Linked DNA regions of Mus musculus: regions 2 and 3 are each linked to region 1. Evidence: chromatin contacts called from public Micro-C data. All regions are on one chromosome and are shown on one strand. Each heading gives the region's core, a stretch centred on a gene start, on an enhancer-like site or on the middle of the called end of the contact. The rest is flanking DNA. Distances are from core to core; before and after follow the strand shown.

What was found. A called contact is a pair of places that touch in the nucleus more often than the background predicts.
Region 2: a contact with region 1 is called in a Micro-C map of embryonic stem cells, with 5 times the contacts expected there. The contact joins the promoter of Dlgap2 here to the promoter of Sox1 in region 1. A contact is called at or near these places in 2 of 484 Hi-C or Micro-C datasets (both in embryonic stem cells) and 1 of 9 other capture datasets (embryonic stem cells).
Region 3: a contact with region 1 is called in a Micro-C map of embryonic stem cells, with 5 times the contacts expected there. The contact joins the promoter of 9530052E02Rik here to the promoter of Sox1 in region 1. A contact is called at or near these places in 3 of 484 Hi-C or Micro-C datasets (all in embryonic stem cells) and 1 of 115 datasets of contacts at active chromatin or transcription factors (embryonic stem cells).

The regions. Positions count from the first base shown.
Region 1 is chr8:12,393,743-12,397,148 of GRCm38.p6, forward strand. It overlaps Sox1 (SRY (sex determining region Y)-box 1), which reads left to right and starts at 1,777. Exons shown (of 1, transcript NM_009233.3): 1 at 1,777-3,406. The coding sequence starts at 2,619. All of the region lies in intron 1 of Sox1ot (Sox1 overlapping transcript), which reads left to right.
Region 2 is chr8:14,093,969-14,097,374 of GRCm38.p6, forward strand. It overlaps Dlgap2 (DLG associated protein 2), which reads left to right and starts at 1,907. Exons shown (of 16, transcript NM_172910.3): 1 at 1,907-2,173.
Region 3 is chr8:11,006,341-11,009,746 of GRCm38.p6, forward strand. 9530052E02Rik (RIKEN cDNA 9530052E02 gene) reads left to right here and starts at 1,510. Exons shown (of 5, transcript NR_046017.1): 1 at 1,510-1,671. It overlaps Irs2 (insulin receptor substrate 2), which reads right to left and starts at 2,589. Exons shown (of 2, transcript NM_001081212.2): 1 at 1-2,589. The coding sequence starts at 2,090.

The DNA of each region.
Region 1 (3,406 bases), core at 527-3,026:
TTGTAGGTAGTTCGTGAAACAAATCAAAAGATTTAATAAACTTGATGGCTGAAATAAGAAGGTAGCTGAAAACTAAGTTTATGACCTAGATGTTTATAAAAATATGAAACGATGTTTCCCTTCTAGCACAATTCTATATTATTTGATGAGTTTTCTAGTAAGTGCTGAATGGCCTGAAATGAAAGCTCAATCGGGCTGAGGGCTGTACTGTGCTGTAACAACCTGAGATAAAAAAAAATAATAATAAAATAAAATAAACCACTGTAATAATCATAGCAAGGGAGCAACGGCGTCAGGAAATTCACAGCCTCAGATGTTTTTGTTAGTGGGGGGGGGGGCTGTCATATGTTCACCGTCCAACATATTGGAACACCTGTATTCTTGCTATTATCCGGGTTATCTGTCATCAGAAGAGCCTCTGGATTACACGCGAGGCGGTCTGCAGGCATCTGACCAGGCTTGCTTTACCCACCAGCAACCTCCCGAAGCACCTAGATCTTAGAAGTAGAAACTCTATCCTCTCCCCTCTGTACCCCGCCCCAGGATATCTGAAGAACTTGTAGACTCTAAAGGTCTTTCTGGAAGAAGCCTTTACAATAACTCCCCCCCCCTTTTTTTTTTTGGACATGATGGTCTGATCCCAAGTAGCCTGGGGTGGGGTTGGAAATCTCTTATACATCCCGGAATCATATTTGTTCTGAGATTCATGGATTACGGCCATTTGTGTATGTCTTGATCATCCCCAGAACTGCCCTTTCTTTTTCACAACATACGAAGAAACAAAAACAACAACATACAAAAAGGCGGCCCTGTCACTGGACCTTCCAATTCCGTTTCAGCGCCCGCACCCCACCCCCACCCTCGCAAACCCGAGTTCACACGATTTTCAAAATCCTTTGGCAAACAGCTTCTGGGAGAATCGCTTCAGAAAAGCATAGGCTAGGTAGGTATTCTTTTGCTGTTTCCACAAACTTCTTTTTACTGTCGGAGTAACAAGATTCCAGCTAGATCTTGGTTTTGACCTTCGCAGAAATTCAAGAGGATATAGAGTAAATTGGCACCTGACTATAACACTCCGCTCCATTAAAAGACACCCCCTCCCCCAAGAAAGTTCGGGGTAGATTAGGGAGCTAGGAGCGTAGCACCACACAAAAACCGCTGCACCTCTTGCCACGGAGACCCGAATTATAGATCCCGAATCTGTAAAGGCCTTTGCAGGCTCTGAGAATGCACCGAGCGCCAGGGGTGGGAGAGACTGAGCCGCCCCGCTTGGCCTGAAACCCAGCAGAGGTACTTTGGGCCTAAGCCCCCCCCCCCCGGGAGGATCTCCCCCGCACCGCTGTTATTCTGCACTCCCGGCTGAGCTGAGTGCAAAGTGAGGCCTCTATCTCCAACTTTCCCCTTCCCAGCGGGCACAGAGTTGGCTGGCTGGGGACAGGGGAGGAGCTGGGTCTCCAATGAGCGCATTTAAACACGACCCAGGGCTGTATTCCCCCCGCCTCCCCCGACAGCGATTCTTTCTTCCTCTGGGTTTTCAACCCAATCGTTAATCATTCGGAGCGCGCGGGCGGGGAGAGGCAAAGGGGGCGAGCTCTGGGTTCGCCGCCGCCGCCGCCGCCGTCGCCGCCGCGCGCGCGCGCTCAGGAAGCAGTGTGGCTGTGACCCCGCCCCCCCGCGCCCCCTTTTCCCCCTCCTTCCTGCCCTTGTTCCCCCCCTCTCTCCTCCTCCACCTCCTTGCTCCGCCGCCCGCGCCCAGTGTATCTACTCCCTCCCCACGTCACTCGCCAGCGCGCCATGCAAATCACCGCCGCCGCCGGTTCCCATTGGCCGCGGCGCGCTCATTTAATGGCAGCCCGGGCCCGGCGTATGGCTGCTGGGCCCCCCGCGCCACCGGCCCCGCGTGCGCCTCCGCTCCGAGCGCACGGCCTCGGGCAGGCAGCGGACAGCTTGTCCTGGGCACAGCGGCACAGCTCTCTGGCTCTCTGCTCGCGTTGGCACTCCCACTGCTGTCCCTAACCCCCTCCCTGGCTGCACCGCGATCGCCCCCTCCGAACCCCCCTCCGAGTCCCCCTCAGCGCCTGGCTCCCCCCAGGCACCTGGGACCAGCACATGCCCAGCGCACGCGGCGCACCGCCTTGCTAGAAGTTGCGGTCCCAGAGTTGGAAGCCGCCAAGGAAGCCAGCACAGGAACGGAGACTTCGAGCCGACAAGAGGAGGCAGCGAACCCTGCGTCGGGCCCAGGGGCACCGCTTCAGACCCAGAAAGTGGAGCCTCAACTTGGCCACGACTGCACCTGTTTGCACAGTTCAGCCCTGAGTGACCGGACGGCAGCAATCAACCTGGCCATCGGCCTCTTTGGCAAGTGGTTTGTGCACCGGGAGAAACTTTCCACCTGCGAGCTGGACCCGCGCTAAGTGCGTGTGCTTTTGCCTCTTTTTTGTTGTTGTTGTTGTTGTGGCCTCCACCCAACCCCCTTCTCTCCGCTAGGCACCCACCGCACACACACCCCCCCCCCCAGTCTCTCTGGGCTGATCCTCTCTCCACCCACCCACCCCCACCCGGCCGTCTATGCTCCAGGCCCTCTCTTTGCGGTACCGGTGAACCCGCTAGCCGCCCAGATGTACAGCATGATGATGGAGACCGACCTGCACTCGCCCGGCGGCGCCCAGGCGCCCACGAACCTCTCGGGCCCGGCCGGGGCGGGCGGGGGCGGCGGTGGGGGCGGGGGCGGCGGCGGCGGCGGGGGCACCAAGGCCAACCAGGATCGGGTCAAGCGGCCCATGAACGCCTTCATGGTGTGGTCCCGCGGACAGCGGCGCAAGATGGCCCAGGAAAACCCCAAGATGCACAACTCGGAGATCAGCAAGCGCCTCGGGGCCGAGTGGAAGGTCATGTCCGAGGCCGAGAAGCGGCCGTTCATCGACGAGGCCAAGAGACTGCGCGCGCTGCACATGAAGGAACACCCGGATTACAAGTACCGGCCGCGCCGCAAGACCAAGACGCTGCTCAAGAAGGACAAGTACTCGCTGGCCGGCGGGCTGCTAGCGGCCGGCGCGGGTGGCGGCGGCGCGGCCGTGGCCATGGGTGTGGGCGTGGGCGTCGGGGCGGCGGCGGTGGGCCAGCGCTTGGAGAGCCCAGGCGGCGCGGCGGGAGGAGGCTACGCGCATGTCAACGGCTGGGCTAACGGCGCCTACCCCGGCTCGGTGGCCGCGGCGGCTGCGGCCGCGGCCATGATGCAGGAGGCACAGCTGGCCTACGGGCAGCACCCAGGCGCGGGCGGCGCGCACCCGCACGCACACCCGGCGCACCCGCACCCGCACCATCCGCACGCGCATCCTCACAACCCGCAGCCCATGCACCGCTACGACATGGGCGCGCTGCAGTACAGCCCCATCTCCAACTCTCA
Region 2 (3,406 bases), core at 657-3,156, 1.7 Mb after region 1:
CTTCAATAGGATCGAGTCCTTGTTGCCTGAAAGATCGCCTTGGTGACACATCCTTCATTATCCCTTTTTTCCCTTTCCCACTCTTTATTCCTGTTTAGTTTCCAGAGATAATAAGTTTTTCAAATAACTCACTGGAATCCATGTCTCGGGACCCGCTGTGTGCCAAACCTAGAGGAAGACTGTATGTAATGACACCACACAGTATTCCCCTAGGGTCACAAATAATTCCCTGTCCTTTTCCTTTTCCAATAACACTGTATATTTCCTTCATAGGAGCAAGTGCCATTCATGCTCACATGTTACTCCTATAACGTCAAATGGCTTCATCCCAACACTGGATGCGTGCCCAGGGACAGTCTTTCTTTCTGTTTTGGTACAAGTCCACGACCCAAAAGAGCTCACAGCAAGCACCACTGTGCTCCTTTCGTTTGCCTGAGATGGAAGACCGGAAGATGGGGGCACCGTGGAGAGGAGGAGAAAAGTGGATATTAGAATCTTCAACTTGATGTGCAGTCTAGATTTTTTATTCGAGGTCTGGAAACCCACCTTCCTTCCTTCCTTCCTTCCTTCCTTCCTTCCTTCCTTCCTTCCTTCCTTCCTCTCTCTCTCTCTCTCTCTCTCTCTCTCTCTCTCTCTCTCTCTCTCTTTCGATAGTGGAATCCAAATGGAGTGTGCTACAAACACTAGAAAAAAGTCACATCAGATACCTTTGATCCATTTGTGTATCTTTCACACACCTTAGTATTTTGCTCTGAAAGTGCACTGCAGTTGATTGATCATAGGAAAAAACATCTTATGGAGGCTGTTTTTATGGAAAAGATCTTGGGATTTAGGGAAATACAGGGCTGTTCACCTGTCTCTCCTCTATTCGACACCCATTCACCTTTCTGTAAATAGTCACCTTATTGATTAAGTTTTGGTCACATTTAAACTTCTTGACAACGGAGACGAAAGCCCCCTATTATATTTACACGGAGCCTAGAGACCGGCCCAAGGTTAAGCAGGTGTAGTGAGTATCCCCAGAGCCCGGTGCCAAACTATGTCTTTAGTTGTCAGCACCTTTTACTCTAGGCCACAGAAACTTTTCTTGACTGTTCAGTGGATCTAAAAAGGGTATCCCCACGAATCTAATTAGGTTTCATCAAAATATGGCTAATTTTGCTGAATTTGCCAGACTGTTTTTTGTTGTGTTTCTGATTTCGCTGAGGAAAAAAAAAAAGATAGTTTTTTTTCTTTGCTTCCGAGTGCAGCAGCAAACAAGGGCCGACACCATCTCAGCCCTCTATCTGGACCAGGTTTATGACTAAAGATTGCTGTTCAAGGTGCTGGGGATTCCTGTGAGCCCAGAAGCAGCAGTTTACCAGAGCTGGGAGGTAACAGGTGGAAACAGTGGTCTTATTTCACAGCACCCAGAGCAGCACTGTGCTCTCTTAGTGGCCAGTGCTGAGAGCTCCTATCTTCCATCGCTCCCTCTCTATGACCTGGGAGCCCAATAGGCTTTCACCGTGCAGAGTTCAGGGTGCCGATGCGTCTGCAGATCCCACATCTCGGTTCACATTGAGCTGGCCCTTCCCAGGCGCATTGGCTTGCTTGTGGGTTCCCACGCTGACCTACAAACACACGGAGCACACGCGGTGTGGGACCTCTCCGCTCCCCCTCCGGGAACCATCACTGTCCTGGAGTGACCCAACGCTCTGCGCGCAACAGTTGGGATCCGCTGTGCGCGGGCTCCCGGGCCGTGAGCGCCATGCGACCTCTGGGCCAGGCTTGCCATTGGCAGCGGCACCGCGGCCTGAGCGCTCCCCCTAGGCGCGTGGCGCTGGGCCCTTCCTCAGATGGAGCCACGCACCGGCCGCCCCCCAGTGCGCCGGTGCCTCCCCGGGCGCCGAGTGCGCAGGCGCCGGCCGTGAGGACCGACCGTGCGCCGGGCTCGAACGGGGTCGGAGCGCGCGGCGGCGGTGGTGGCGCTGGCGGTGGCGGTGGTGGAGGCGATAAGCGGTAGCGGCAGCGGGGGACAGACAGACTGCGGATCGACGCACGGACCCAAGGATTCTCGAGCTTGGGAGCTGGCGGCAGTGCTGTGCGCACCGCCTGGCCTGAGGGGTGGCCACCTTGCCATGTCGCTCTGCACCCACTGAACTAGGAAAGCCCAAGGATGTCTGCTCTGAGGAAGGTGCGAGACGCGCGGGGCCGCGGGGACCGGGATGCGGGGACCTGGGCGCTAAGTGGCGAGTGCCGTCGGGGCAGGGAGGGGGCGGTGCTGCGAGCCGGACCGGCGAGGGCCCTGCCTGAGTGGCTGCGTTGGGGATAAGAGGCTCCCGGGGACCCGATCCGGGAGCGTGAGAATAACCCCAGGGACGGCTGGTGCTCCGGGGTCCGCCGCTGGGGTCCTTCCGGGCTGCAGCGCCCCGCGGCAGGATTGCTGGCACACGGGCTCCCTGGGTGCAGGAGCGAGGCGGAGGTGTGAAATTCCCCGCTCCGCGAGGCCGGGTAAGGGGGTGCAGCCCGGGGCCCCGGCCAGAGAGGGACTCTGGTGGGGCAGTGGGGTGCGACCTGGGTTTCCCCTCCCCCAAGCCCGGGTGGACACCCGGACCTAGACTGGGAATGAATGAAAGGTGCTTGGAGCTGGTGGTACGGGCACTGGGGTCGCGGAGGCGGGGAGGGGCCACTTGTGCCCTTTGCAACAGCCTTCGCGCCCGGCAGGGCCTGGGCCTCGGGCTTGGGAGGGGGTGGCCGCTGCTGGGCTCTCCAAGTGCGAGCCGGGAGCACGGGGGCTTTTTTAGGGGTGGTTGCTAAGCGAAGCGCTACCCAGCGCAGGGTTTTGTAACTAAGCCTCCCCCGGCAGCTGCTGTTGCTGTTCTCGGGCTCTTTCCCTAACGATCGCAGAAGAAATAATGAGGATGTAATTATTACAGCCCTGCGCGGCGAAGGGCTGGGGGGCGGCAGGCACCGGCTCCTCTGCTTGACGCTGGCCAGGTGGGGCCGGGCGGGGCAGGGGATTTCTCTCCCATCCTCCTGGAGCGGCTGGGTGGCGGGAGATGCTCGCTGGGACCCGAGGCAGGGGCCGGGGCTGTATACCGAGTTAGAAGAGATGGGGAAGGGCAGCAGGCAGTGCCTAGGCGGGCGTAGAGTGTCGCAGGTGAAAGGGAACCGGGAGCGCCGCGGCTGCTTAGCCGTTTCTCACCCGAAACTCAAAACACTTCGGGAATGTGGTGCCAGCCGCCCGCATGTCGCTTCCTTCTTTTCAAATGGATGTGGATTCCGGCCCGGGTCGAAATCCAAATGCGTGACTGACTGATCAGCCTTAGCCGGCTTGTATCGATGAAGAGTATAAAGTAACGGGCAGCGAATTCGCCCTCGCTCTTGATGAACTCTGCCAGTCCGAGCTGTGGGCGTTTCAGGGCTG
Region 3 (3,406 bases), core at 260-2,759, 1.4 Mb before region 1:
GAAGGGGGCAAGGCCGCTGCCAAGCGTGGCTGCAGGATCTGCTTGGGAGCAGACACGCTTGTGGGGCTCATGGGCATGTAGTCATCGCTCTTGCAGCTATTGGGACCACCACTCCTAAGGGCTGCCCCAGGGGTCATGGGCATGTAGCCATCATCTGCCCCCAGGTTACTGCTGGAACTCTTGTGAGAACCAATCTCAATGTCTCCATAGTCCTCTGGGTAAGGGTTGTAGGCCACTTTGGGAGAGGACGCAGGGAAGGATGGGCAGAGGCGACCTGAACTACCAGAGAAGGTGGCCCTCATGAGAGTGTATTCATCTAGAGAGGCAGAGGAAGGCTGAGGTACCTGCCGCTGCCTGGCAGGCGTGGTTAGGGAATAAGTCCTCTTCCTCAGTCCTCTATCCAGGTCCTGGGCCCCATCCCCTGAGACCCTACGGTAAGGGCGGCCACAGTGGCTCAGGGGTCTATCCATGCTCATGTACCCATAGAGTTCGCCCCCACTGCCATCTCTGGCTGGCGGGGTCTCCGCTATTGACTCGGGTGTGTTGCTCCTGTGGCTACTGAAGGCTCTCAGGTCGCCAGGGCTGGAGCCATACTCGTCAAGGGACATGAAACCCGGGTCGCTGGGGGAGCCCGAGGCGGAGGCACTACCGCTGGACGGACGCTGGCCTTGGGGGTGATGCAGTGGATGAGGCAGGTGCGGGTGGGAGCCAGGTGGCAGCGGGTAGGAGCCCGAGCCGTGCCCACTGCTGGAGGACAGGCTGCCTGGGCTGGTGGCTGCAGGAGGTGAGTGCGCCACGGGCATGGACATGGAGCGGCTGTGTTGCAGGGCTCCCCCTGCCGGCGCCAGAGTCACTTTGCTCGGGCGGCCTCCGCAGCCGGCGCTCAGGGTGTGCGAGCGGCTAAGGGGCGCGCGCACCGGCCCGGGACTCAGGGGGCTCCCTGCCACCGACATCGGCCTGCCTCCTGCCGTCCCGGCCCCGCCTGCCGCGCCGCCGTCGCCCTCGCTGGCCGTACGAACCCGGCACGAAGTGCACTTGGCTGCTGGGGGGGTGGCCGCCAGGCTGTCAGTGCGCGAGCGGCGCACCAGGCCGGTCTGGCTAGGGGGTAGGTTGACTAGGTGGTGGTGGCGGCGCGCGCCCGGCACGCTGATGGGATGCGTGGCTGACGACCCGGACGACTGACTCTTGCTGCGAGGCCGGAACTCGAAGAGCTCTTTGAGTGCCTTCATAGCTTCTAGGATGGTCTCATGGATGTTCTGCGCCACCACCGAGTCGTCGGCTTGCATCCACAGCTCCCCGGGACCGGTGACGGCCGAACGGCCCACCTCGATGAAGAAGAAGCTGTCCGAGTGGCCGCAGCGGCGAATGTTCATAAGCTGCAGCGTCACCGACGGCTGTTCGCAATTGAGCTTCACGAAGCCGATGGTGCGCGCAGACAGGCATAGGCGGTATACACCAGTCAGGTTCTTGCTCTGGCCCAGTCCCTTAGGTTTCAGGTTCACCTGCCACACCTCGCGGTAGACGGCCGTGGCGGGTGTCACGAGCCCGTAGTTGTCATCGCAGCCAGCGGCGCCCGCTGAGCCGCCCAGGACGCCCGGGAGAGAGGCGCTGCAAGAGCCTCCGGTGGTGCCCGAGCCCCCCTCGCCAGAGCGGCCTTCGCTGACCAAGTCGGTGAGTGCGCGGTACCAGCCCTCCTGCTCCTGCTCGTTCTCCGCCGCTACAGCGAAGTACTCGTCCTTGGTGTAGAGGGCGATCAGGTACTTGTGCTTGGCGTCCGCGCGCTTGTTGATGTTCAGACAGCAGTCGAGCGCGATCACTCGCTTCGGCGCGCCCGCCTTGCTCCTCCACTTCTTCTCGCTCTCGTAGTACTCCAGCCGCGGAGGCTGCGGCGGCGACCCCCCAGCCGCGGATGCCTCGTCGCCGCCCGTGCCGGGGCCGCGCAACACGAAAAAGCGCTTGTGGCCGTGCTTCTGCTTGCGCAGGTAGCCGCACTTGCGCACGCTGTGGTTGTTGTTGTTGTTGTTGTTATTGAGGTTCGGGCCGTCCCCGCCCGCCGACGCGGGGGGCCCAGGCAGGGGCGCGCTAGCCATCGCCGCCGCTTCAGGTCTCTCTGCCCGGCTGGGCGAACAGGGGATGGCGAGGGCCGAGGGGCGCGGGCGGGGGCGGCTCCCCGCCACCCGTCGCCCGGCCGCCCGGCCACGCGCGCGCGTCCCCCGGGCCCAGGCGGTGGGCTAGGAGGCGCGCGCGGCTCGGTGGCGCAGGGCCCTCCGCCGCTCCGAAGGATGCTCGGTGCGGGCGATGGCCACCCCCCCGCTTCGACTGTCCGCTGCCGCTGCTTCCCGGGCTCTCGGGCGGCGCCCGGGGACTGGCTGGCTGGGTCGAGAGTCGGGGTCCCCGAGTCGCGGGGCCGAGCTTAGAACGCGCGCGGCCCGTCTGCTGCCACCGTTCTGCACTGCGCGACGACGGTCTGCGTCCGGACACTCGGGGCCCACACTGCCACTGGGGCCGCTGCTGCCGTTGCTGCCGCTGCTGCTGCTGCCACCAACGACGACCCGGGCTTGTCGCGGTCCCCGCCGCACAGTGAGTAACACATCGCGCACCGAGTGACTGAACTAAGAGCAAAACAACACGTGACTCTGCGTTACGCAGGCACACTCGCGCGGACGCCCCGCCCCGCAGCCCTGCATTGGCGCCGCGTTCCCCGACGGACAGCGAGACGGACCAATGAGCGTGAGGCACGGGGGGGGGGGGGAGGCGGACCGACACCGGGCTGCGTTTCCCGCCGTCCCCTCCCTCCCCCTCTCCGAGGCCGGGCCGGGGCTCGGCGGGGGCCGGGCCGGGCTCATTAATCAGGGGCTCGTTGTGGATGCGGGCGGGGGCGATGCCACCCAAGGCGGGAAGCCCGCCGTGGAGAAGGCGGGTGCGGGGTTTGTGCTCCCGCCTCGCGTCCCACTAACTGGCCCCAGGCTTCCGCCGCGGAGGGGGAACGGGGGCGGGAGGTCGGATCTGGTGCGGGGCGGCGGTCGGACCCCAGCAGCCGGGGTGGGCGCGCGGCGCAGGGCGGTGCCCGCTGTGGGTGGCAGGCGCGCGGCCCGGCTTGTTTACGAGCATCGTTGCCCGCGAGCTCCGGGTCGATGGCAGCTCGGTGCCTTTTCCCGGCGGCGAGCCGATCGAGGGGCGCCCCGGAACCCGCCCCACCCTCCGCAGGCGTCCGCCCCCGGCCGTGGGCTCTTTCCGGGGCGTCATCAGAGCCATTCACTTGTCAGGTTCCCGGGAAGTGGAAGTCGCCTGTTCTGGATGTAATAGGAGAGAGGAGGAGGGCGTGCTGGCGTAGGAAAATGCGGTTTCCATAGTGCCGGGAAAGGGCGGGCCTGGGCGGGAGCGGGGAGCTGGGAGCGAGTGCTGG